Regions from separate parts of the Sus scrofa genome. Here all the other regions are linked to region 3. The links are chromatin contacts, called in public Hi-C and promoter capture Hi-C maps. All regions are on one chromosome and are shown on one strand. Each heading gives the region's core, a stretch centred on a gene start, on an enhancer-like site or on the middle of the called end of the contact. The rest is flanking DNA. Distances are from core to core; before and after follow the strand shown.

Region 1 (2,714 bases), core at 159-2,658, 320 kb after region 3:
GACACCACTGCTCCCGCCCAATCCCCGCCGGCCGGGCGCCACATGCTGCCAGCGCCGACCGCGGGCGGGAGGCCTGCTCGCCAGCCCCTCTGCCCGGGCAGGCCCCCTCCTCCCGCCTCAAGCGGAGAGAAAGAGTCCGACTCCCGATCAGCCCCCTCCCTCCTCTGTTCCCGACCCGCTCCCTCCCTCTTCCACTCCAGAGGCGGGCACGCCCGAATTAGCGCCTGACTAAGCCCGCCGAGCCACACCTGCCTGGAGGGAGCACGCGCCCACCCCCCGGCGCCAGGCACCCCACCCCGGGCCCCGACAACCTACTCCGGGGCGGGTGGGGGGGAAGTCGGGAGGCGAGGGCAGCCAAAGCACCCCGAGCGGCGCTGCACGCCGTCCCACACGCCGCGCCGGGGACGTTACCTGAGCACGCGGCGGCGCCGGCCTCCTCCCCTCCCCCGGGCAGCGCCCGGCCGGGCAACGGTGGCGGGAGAAGCCGGCTCGGGCTCCGCGTGGACCTGGCCTCTCCCCCCGGCGCCGGGGCCCAGGCCAAGGCCACAAAACGACCCCCGCCCACGGACCTGCCCCCACCAGAAGGCTGCGGGAATCCAGCCCCCGCCCCCTCTCTGCCTAGGGCTACTGCCTTCCAGGCGGCGACAGACCCCATACCCGACAGTGGGCGAGAGCCCCGAGCACCCACCTTGGGATGGTGCGAAGATCCCCAGATCCTTGATTTGCGTCGGGCTGCTGCCTGGAGAACCAAACCTCCAGCAGCTTCTCGGTCCCTTCGAAAAAATGTGCAGCTTCCATCACCGTGAGACTAGCGAACAACCAACAACCACAGAAAATCAACTAAATTAAATCTCTTCTCCCGCCGCTGCCGCCGCCGCTGCGGATTGTTCCAGCTGTGTTACTAAAGTTCAGGTTCCTTTTTTTGCTATAATTTTATATTAACTTTTTTAAAAAAAGGGCTAATAAAATTTTCCCGGCTTTTTTTTTTGTGTGTGTGAGCGAAAGTTGAACGTGAGTCTGTTGGAAATAGAGGCAGATACAGCTCAGTCTCTTGTAGTCCGCTGTTTCCCCGTTAGAGAGAGTAGAGCGAGCGCTAGCTAATGTCGCCGGCCATACTGTGGGAGCGAGGGCGCTGCGTGAGTCGGGAATTTATATACTCCGTCTACCCCCAGAGGCCAGGAAGTGACGTAACGTCCCTCCCCCGCGGCTCATAGCTCCAGTCTCCTGTCAATCACCAGCCGCCCATTTGCGGCTGGCTAGCCGCCCGCCTGCGAGGAGCGCGGGGAGCGGCCCGTGTCCCTGCGGTTCGATTTCGGGGTGGCCCCTGGGCGGGAGACGGTACTCTGTTGTCCGGCTGGGGACTAGGAATCGGGGGTCGAATGTGGAGAGAGTGGCAGAGCGGGGACGGAGTGAGGAAAGGCTGCGTAGCGCTGCGTAAAACAACTGGCTAGCGGGGAACATGGGTGGGTCCTCTGGAGGGTTGGCGGGGTTCGGCGGGGGCGGTGGCCACTGCTGGGATGGCGTGGTGGTTTTGATCCTGTGCACTTCGCCGCGATCGCTGAGGTACTCAGCCATTCTCTAAAGTGTACTTCCCTAAGGCCACCGAAGCCAGGCGTTAAAACTCCACGTTTGTCCGTGACGCACATGTTGCCAAGGGTCGAATTAGAAGGCGCTTTAATTCTGCTCACGCTTTTGCTGATGTGCGAACGAACGCAGTTCTCTTACCGTTTTACACAATAGCCAGAAGCGCTGTCTCCCTATTCAAAAAGGGAAAAGCAACGTGGCGCCCAGCCTTGAAGGACTCCGGCTCTACCTACCTCCCACCATGTGGCTCGCCAAGCCTCGGAGTTGGCGGAGCACAGTAGCTGCCGTGAAGCACTGGCAACTCCGTGCTCAATTAGGTCAACTGGTGGGAATTTCTTCTGCAAAACTATTTCTAGAACCTGATTTATTAAATATAACCTGAAATTGTTTGCATCAAAAGGAGGGGAAAGGAGTTATTATTGCTTGGAGCAATACGGGGGTAAAGGAGGAAAAAAGGAATTATGGAATTATATGAAGTCATCTGTTAGAAACATGAAAATTGTGACGCACTATAAGATTTAAAGAATCAATAAAAATAATAAGTATAATCTGAAATTGCACGGATATTAACAGGGATTCAGGGCTATCACTAGTCGTGATCACTAGACTCATGAATCTATAGTTTCAATAATCAAGTAAAGTGTAAAAATTGTGAAGTCGTAGTCAAACTGTATAACGAGGTGGCAAAATTGTGGAAACAAAGTTGTGACTTTTATTCTGAAATATGGTAAAAACAATCTGACATAAAAATCACCATTGTTACAAGACAAAAGACTCACCGTCCTTAGAGAATTTCCTCAGCTACAAGTGAAATAAGACAACGTTGTTATGTGTGAAAAACTTAATGAAGTAGTTTGGGTTTGTACTCTAGATTCCCTGCAGGGTAGTACTTGTTTTACAACAACATGAATTTGTTCATATTTCTCCGTCAAACTTTGCTGTTGAAAGAAGCTATGTTATGCAGTGGGTACATATGCTACTCTTGCCATGTTTTTAAAAGCATCCAACTCAAACTGGGGATTGGGACAAAAGATAATGAATGTTGCTTATTATAATAATTCAAAGAATGTGGTGGTTATACTTGGAATAAAGATAAAAGAAGTATTTATGTGTTTTACAAGCTATTCAGT
Region 2 (2,700 bases), core at 119-2,618, 370 kb after region 3:
CCTCAGAGCTGCAAGGGGAACTCCCCACAGTTTATTTTTAATTTGCTTGCATGTTTACTTTAACACGTTTTAATCTCCGGATGGAAAAGACCAATTTTAGCTGGTTATCTGCAGCACTTACCATAGTACCTGGAAATAACAGACACTCAGATACTTCACGATTTACTTCAAGATCTGAGGAAATTTTCCAGGAAACTTACTGTTGTAATAAATAAATGAACCCCCTCCCCATCCAGTTTTCCAAGTTTCTTCCAAAACCTAGCAGGCAAGTCACTCTTAACTTTCCTTACCACATTAGGTAGAATTGACTATTTCCTCCTCTTGTGCTTTCACTGAATGTGGTATGTTAAGTCCTATCATAGCACCAATGATTTTTAAGATTGTATCCCAAGCATCTGATACGTTTTAGGCACGCAATAATGAACCAACATTCACCTTAAGGAGATTTAAACATTCTAGGAAAACGTCACTGTTAGGCATAAACCTTAAGACACTCTTTACAATCCAATACAAATGATTGTTTTTAAATTGCTGCATCCTGCAGGCACTTTAATAGTCCTCAGACAGTTGGCCAAAAGCTTGGCTACGGGAATCACTTATGTTAGGAGAAGACTACGACTAGAGCGCCAAGGATGATTGGCTGCTAGGACCTTTAAGTTACAGGTTTTCAGGCCGACGCCGACGGTAGAACCAGGAAACCGCTAAAAGTTCAGTTTTTGAAATACGGTTTTTGCACCGCAAAGAAAAAAGATTAACCTATCAGAAAGAACCTAGCACATCCAATTACCAATCAAGAGCCGGAAAGAAGCCAAAGCAGGGATACCCACGCACCAACGAGGACGTCATTCTTAAGTCTCCGCCAATGAGCTGTTGGATGCGGGACGGGGCGGGAGGCGGACCAACTGCCACCAAAAACAAACAACAATCTGCAGTACAACTGCTCTCACCACAGTCCTCGTCTAGCAAACCACTGGAGGAAACTCGTGGGCAAAGCCCTTGTTAAATACTTTCCACTCTCCTCCTCTCCTGGGGGCAGTTATAATAGAGTACCTTCCTTACACCAGAAAAAGGACCTTCTTTCCACCAGCTTCCACAGACTCGCAGAAAGCACACTGCAAGTTTGCACTTTCTACCTTCACAGGAACTAGCAGTCCAAAGCTACCTGAGGGGGGAGGGGCGGCCTCAGTGCGCAAGCGTGCATGTCTTGTAGAGGCGGGGCTGTAGCGGCCCAAGGTAACCTGGGTATTGTATTTCATTCTACCGCATCACTCAACTGTTCCTGAGGTTTATGGAACTACATTTCCCAGGAGTCTCCGCGGCCTCGGGGGCGGGAGGGATGGTTCGTTAATGAGCTCGAGGAAGCCGCGGCGCGGCCCACCAGGTTCCAAAACAAGGAAATGAAGGGGGAGGCGGGACTGAGGGTGCCTGTAGGAGCCGCAGCCGCCGCCGCTGCCGCCGCCGCCGCCGCCGCCGCAGAGGAGGAGGAGGTGGAGGAGGTGGCCGCCGTGGCCGCCGAGGAGTCCCTTGCTGAAGGCGGACTGCCGGGCGGCGGGCGGCGCGCGCGCGCCCCAGAGGCGGTTGTTGGAGAAGTGGAGCGGCGGTCGCGGGGGGGAGGAGGAGGAGGAGGAGGGACTGAGTGGCGGCGGCCCCCGCGTCCCGGTGCCTCTATGGGGAAAGCAGACAATGGATTATGATTTCAAGGCGAAGCTGGCGGCGGAGCGGGAGCGGGTGGAGGATTTGTTTGAGTACGAAGGGTGCAAAGTGGGACGCGGCACCTACGGGCACGTCTACAAGGCGAGGCGAAAAGATGGGTAAGAGCAGGGGCGGGGGGAGTAGGCTCGTTCGGGTCCTCGCCCTGCCCGCGACCGCGCGGGATGGGTGGGTCGGAGCCCGGACGGGCCAAGCCCGGGGGGCGAGGCGGACGTGGTCCCGGGGCCGCGTCCCGAGGCGGACTCTGAGGGACACGGGTTCTGCCCGCTCGCGCGGGCCCCGTCGCGCCCCTCAAACTCCTGCGGCGCAGCCCCGTCGCGGGGTGTCGGTTTCGTCCCGGAGGGCACCCTCCGCGTGCATGGAACTGGCGGCGGGACTCGAGTTGGGACCTCGGTTGGATGTGGAGTTTGTGGGGCTTTGGTCTCCGGGGGAGACGCAGAGGTCTGGGAGAGCCTTGCGGAGGAGTTGCCGCTCTGGCCCTCGGTTGGTGACGGTCGTGGTGGAACTTCCAATCGGCTGAGCGCCTCCCGGGGGCGGAGGTTTGAAACCTCGCCGAGGTCTCCGTCGGGCTGCCGAGTGCCTGGGTCCTCGCCAGCCTCACGGGTCTGAGCCGTTGGGCACCTTTTCCCTGGGGGCGAGCCAGCGCTCTGGCCCCTCCGCGCAGTCCCTTCAGTCCCTGTGGAAAACCCGGCCACTTCTCCACCTCGCTTCGCCCACCTCCGATCTTGCTTTCTCACATTCTCCATTCCGCACCTTCCCTTGAATGTAGACCTTCTGAGAGACCAACCAGGTTTTGCCCGCAGAACTTAAGAGTTCGGTGTGGTAACCCATCCCATCCTCCAGCAGCCTCCCCTTGGGTATTCTTAGGTTCTCCACTCCATCCTCTGCCAAGTGGCTGCGTGCTGCGGTTTATTGGGCACCTAGATTACCCATAACGGAATTCAAGTGGCACGGAGTTGGGCCAGAACCCTTGTTTTCCTTGGACTTGAA
Region 3 (2,700 bases), core at 27-2,526:
CTAAGTGATTCTAGTTGCACGCTTTGCTGTATTTCCCCCCCCCCCCCCCCCCCCACAGCGGGCGCAGTCCTCAACTAAAGGCTGGCAGGGAGTGAAGGCTGAGTCCAGCTCTACTCAAATTAGTACCCGCCTGTAAAGCAGTTAACAGGACCTGGCACAGCGTCTGCAATGACTTTTCTTCAAATACAAACACTCTAAGAATCAAGTGTGGCTTAGAAAAAGGTACTATGTGACCAGGAGAGATGCTGCTCAGAGGACTCACCCTCCCAACTACCCAGGATACCAATATTTAGGACAGATGACCAAGGGAGGTTTCTAGGGGGTAAAAAAGGTAATCGCGGGGTGGCCAAGGGGTTTGGCAAAAGACGCTTCTAGTCTTGCAATTCGTTCTAAGAAAAACACTGAAGGATCTGCAAATTTGTTTTAGGTAAAAATTGTAGGCAGGATAAGAGACGGCATTCCTGGCTCAACCACTTAACCAGCCGTATGGTCCGAAAAAGTCACTTTCCCGGGCCTGTTTCCCCAGGCTGCAAAAATGAGGGTTGAATTTGGTCAGCCGAGATGGAGGCAAAAGGAAAAGCAACTTTGTGAAATAATTTGGGGGTTGGTTTGGTGCGGGAGGGTTGAGGGCAGCGAATATAGACCAGCAACCCCTTTTGCATTGCCCCTAATCCCACGGAGGAGAGGTAGAAAGGTTTGCTGGAGTTGGAAAATATATTACGAAAATCGATTTCACACTTGACAATAAACCTCTATAATTCTGTGCCCATTTTTCAGATTACAAAACTGAGGCTCGGGTAGATTAATACACCCAAGGTCAAACAGTCTGCAAGCGGCCAAGACACCGGCTCGGAAGGTCGCGTTCTCTGCAGGACACCTGCTCACGCCTCAGCCCGGGAAGGTTCCAGCCCCCGCTCTCACCAGCCCCAGGAAGGCAGCACACAAGAGGACGGTGATGAACCAGCGCAGCATGCTCCCGGCCCGGTCGCTCCGCCGGGAGCCCACCACCGCCTCTTGCTCATTCTCCGCCGCGGCCTCGGCTTGGAGGAGCCGCTGCCCGGCAGCCGGGGCCCCGGCCCCATGGGGTTCCAGTTCCAGCTCCAGTGTGGCTGTTCGTGAGCAGCGATCTTGCTGCCGCCCGGCTTCTCAGCGGAGCCTCGGGAACTCCGAGCCCTGTCCCAATCCGGCGCCTCCAGACCCAGCGGTCCGGGCTGGCGCCACCTCCCCGGGGGCGGCCCCAGTTAGGGCCCTGGCGTCCAGTTTCGGAACGCGCTAGGTGTCACAGGCTGCGGACTCACGCTCTCTCTTGCGCAGGACGCTTGCGCGGGTCACGTGGCGGAAATGTGGCCTCTTGCCAGCCGCGGCCTCACAGCAAACCGGAAGTTGATAGGGTTGCCCTGGAGACCGGACACAGCGCTCAGGGTTCAGCGTCTCTCTTGGCTGAGCCCGCAGAGGCCCTGCAGGCGGGCGCCCCGAGGCGGAGCGAGCTACAGCTGCAGCCTGGGACCAGAAGAATCAGGAGGTACGATGCAGCCAAGCCGTTAGGAGGAAATAGGGGCCAAGAAATGCTAGTTATGTCTTCGCGCCGGCTCTCCGGGGTCTCCTGGGAGTAGAGGGAATCCCAGGTCTGTCCCTTGTACGACTTTCTAAAATTGCTGCCCCAGTTCCTTTGAGATTTGTCGTTTATTGATTTGTCGTTCATCTGTCACCCCTCAACATTTGTTGAACCACGTATGTAAGCTTTCACTTGTATTATCTCAGTTGATCCTCACTCTAAAATACATGTTATCCTGATTTTACAGATAGGACACTTGAGTCATAGAAAGTAGCAATTTGCCCAAGGTCAATCAGCGAATCTGTGGTTGTGCATAAACAGTGTTAACAGTAGCTCAGGATAGAAATTTGGAACCCAAGTTGCAGTCACAAGCACACTCTCGCCCCAGTCCCTACAAATATTTCCATTGTTGTAAGGAAGTAGGGGCAGAGCTTCAATTTGCAGAATCCCTGAATAAGGTTATGCCAGCGGAGAAGCTACAGCTTTGTCTTAGGTATTCTACCCCAGCGTTTTGCTCTTTGACCAAATAGACCACAGCCTCACAATTCGTAAATATTTTTCTTTATCATCTATCTAAAATGTTCTTTTCCACCTGATTACTCAGCCTTTCATCCACTTAGGCTCCCAGATTATACACACCTGTGTCTCATCATCATTTCCCTTGCAACCCATTTCTCCAGCCCCATCCATTTGGGCATTAAGCCCTTCCCAATTTACCTCAGAAAGCACAGATAGTATGATTTAAGAGAACCTGTCTTAGTGTTTCAGAGTCAGGGACTGACTATCTCTTTGAGAAAAATTTAATGTAGTGGAGACAAAAGGTATATATGTATAGTAAAGAGAATAGAAGGTGATATGGGAGAAGCAGATTAGGTTCAAATTATTTAGGGCTTTATATGCCATACTAAGGAGTTTGAACTTGAGCAACACACTCTTACTGGCATACGAATTTAATAAAACCAAAAATATGTTGTAGGAGTATCAAGCTTCACAGTATTTTATCTTTATGACCTAAAACTGAGCTTGTCATTTTCCTCAATAAATCTGTTCCTACTCTGTGACATTGCATGCTGGTACCACCATCCACCCACACATTTATGTGAGGAATCTGAGATCCTAACTTGATGCCTCCTTCTTTCTCTCTC

The links. Promoter capture Hi-C pulls out the DNA fragments that hold promoters and counts their contacts. Hi-C and Micro-C count contacts between places; a contact is called where the count stands out from the background.
Region 1: a contact with region 3 is called in a Hi-C map of embryonic fibroblasts, with 2.4 times the contacts expected there. The contact joins the promoter of AMD1 here to the promoter of MFSD4B in region 3. A contact is called at or near these places in 1 of 47 Hi-C or Micro-C datasets (embryonic fibroblasts) and 1 of 2 datasets of contacts at active chromatin or transcription factors (alveolar macrophages).
Region 2: a promoter capture Hi-C map of liver shows a contact between it and region 3, with 2.8 times the contacts expected there. The contact joins the promoter of CDK19 here to the promoter of MFSD4B in region 3. A contact is called at or near these places in 1 of 5 promoter capture datasets (liver) and 1 of 47 Hi-C or Micro-C datasets (heart right ventricle).

Annotation. Positions count from the first base shown.
Region 1 is chr1:76,838,142-76,840,855 of Sscrofa11.1, reverse strand. It overlaps AMD1 (S-adenosylmethionine decarboxylase proenzyme), which reads right to left and starts at 1,408. Exons shown (of 9, transcript XM_003121345.6): 1 at 689-1,408. The coding sequence starts at 798.
Region 2 is chr1:76,792,144-76,794,843 of Sscrofa11.1, reverse strand. It overlaps CDK19 (cyclin-dependent kinase 19), which reads left to right and starts at 1,368. Exons shown (of 12, transcript XM_021091172.1): 1 at 1,368-1,811. The coding sequence starts at 1,684.
Region 3 is chr1:77,157,927-77,160,626 of Sscrofa11.1, reverse strand. MFSD4B (sodium-dependent glucose transporter 1) reads right to left here and starts at 1,276. Exons shown (of 5, transcript XM_003121369.4): 1 at 922-1,276. The coding sequence starts at 972.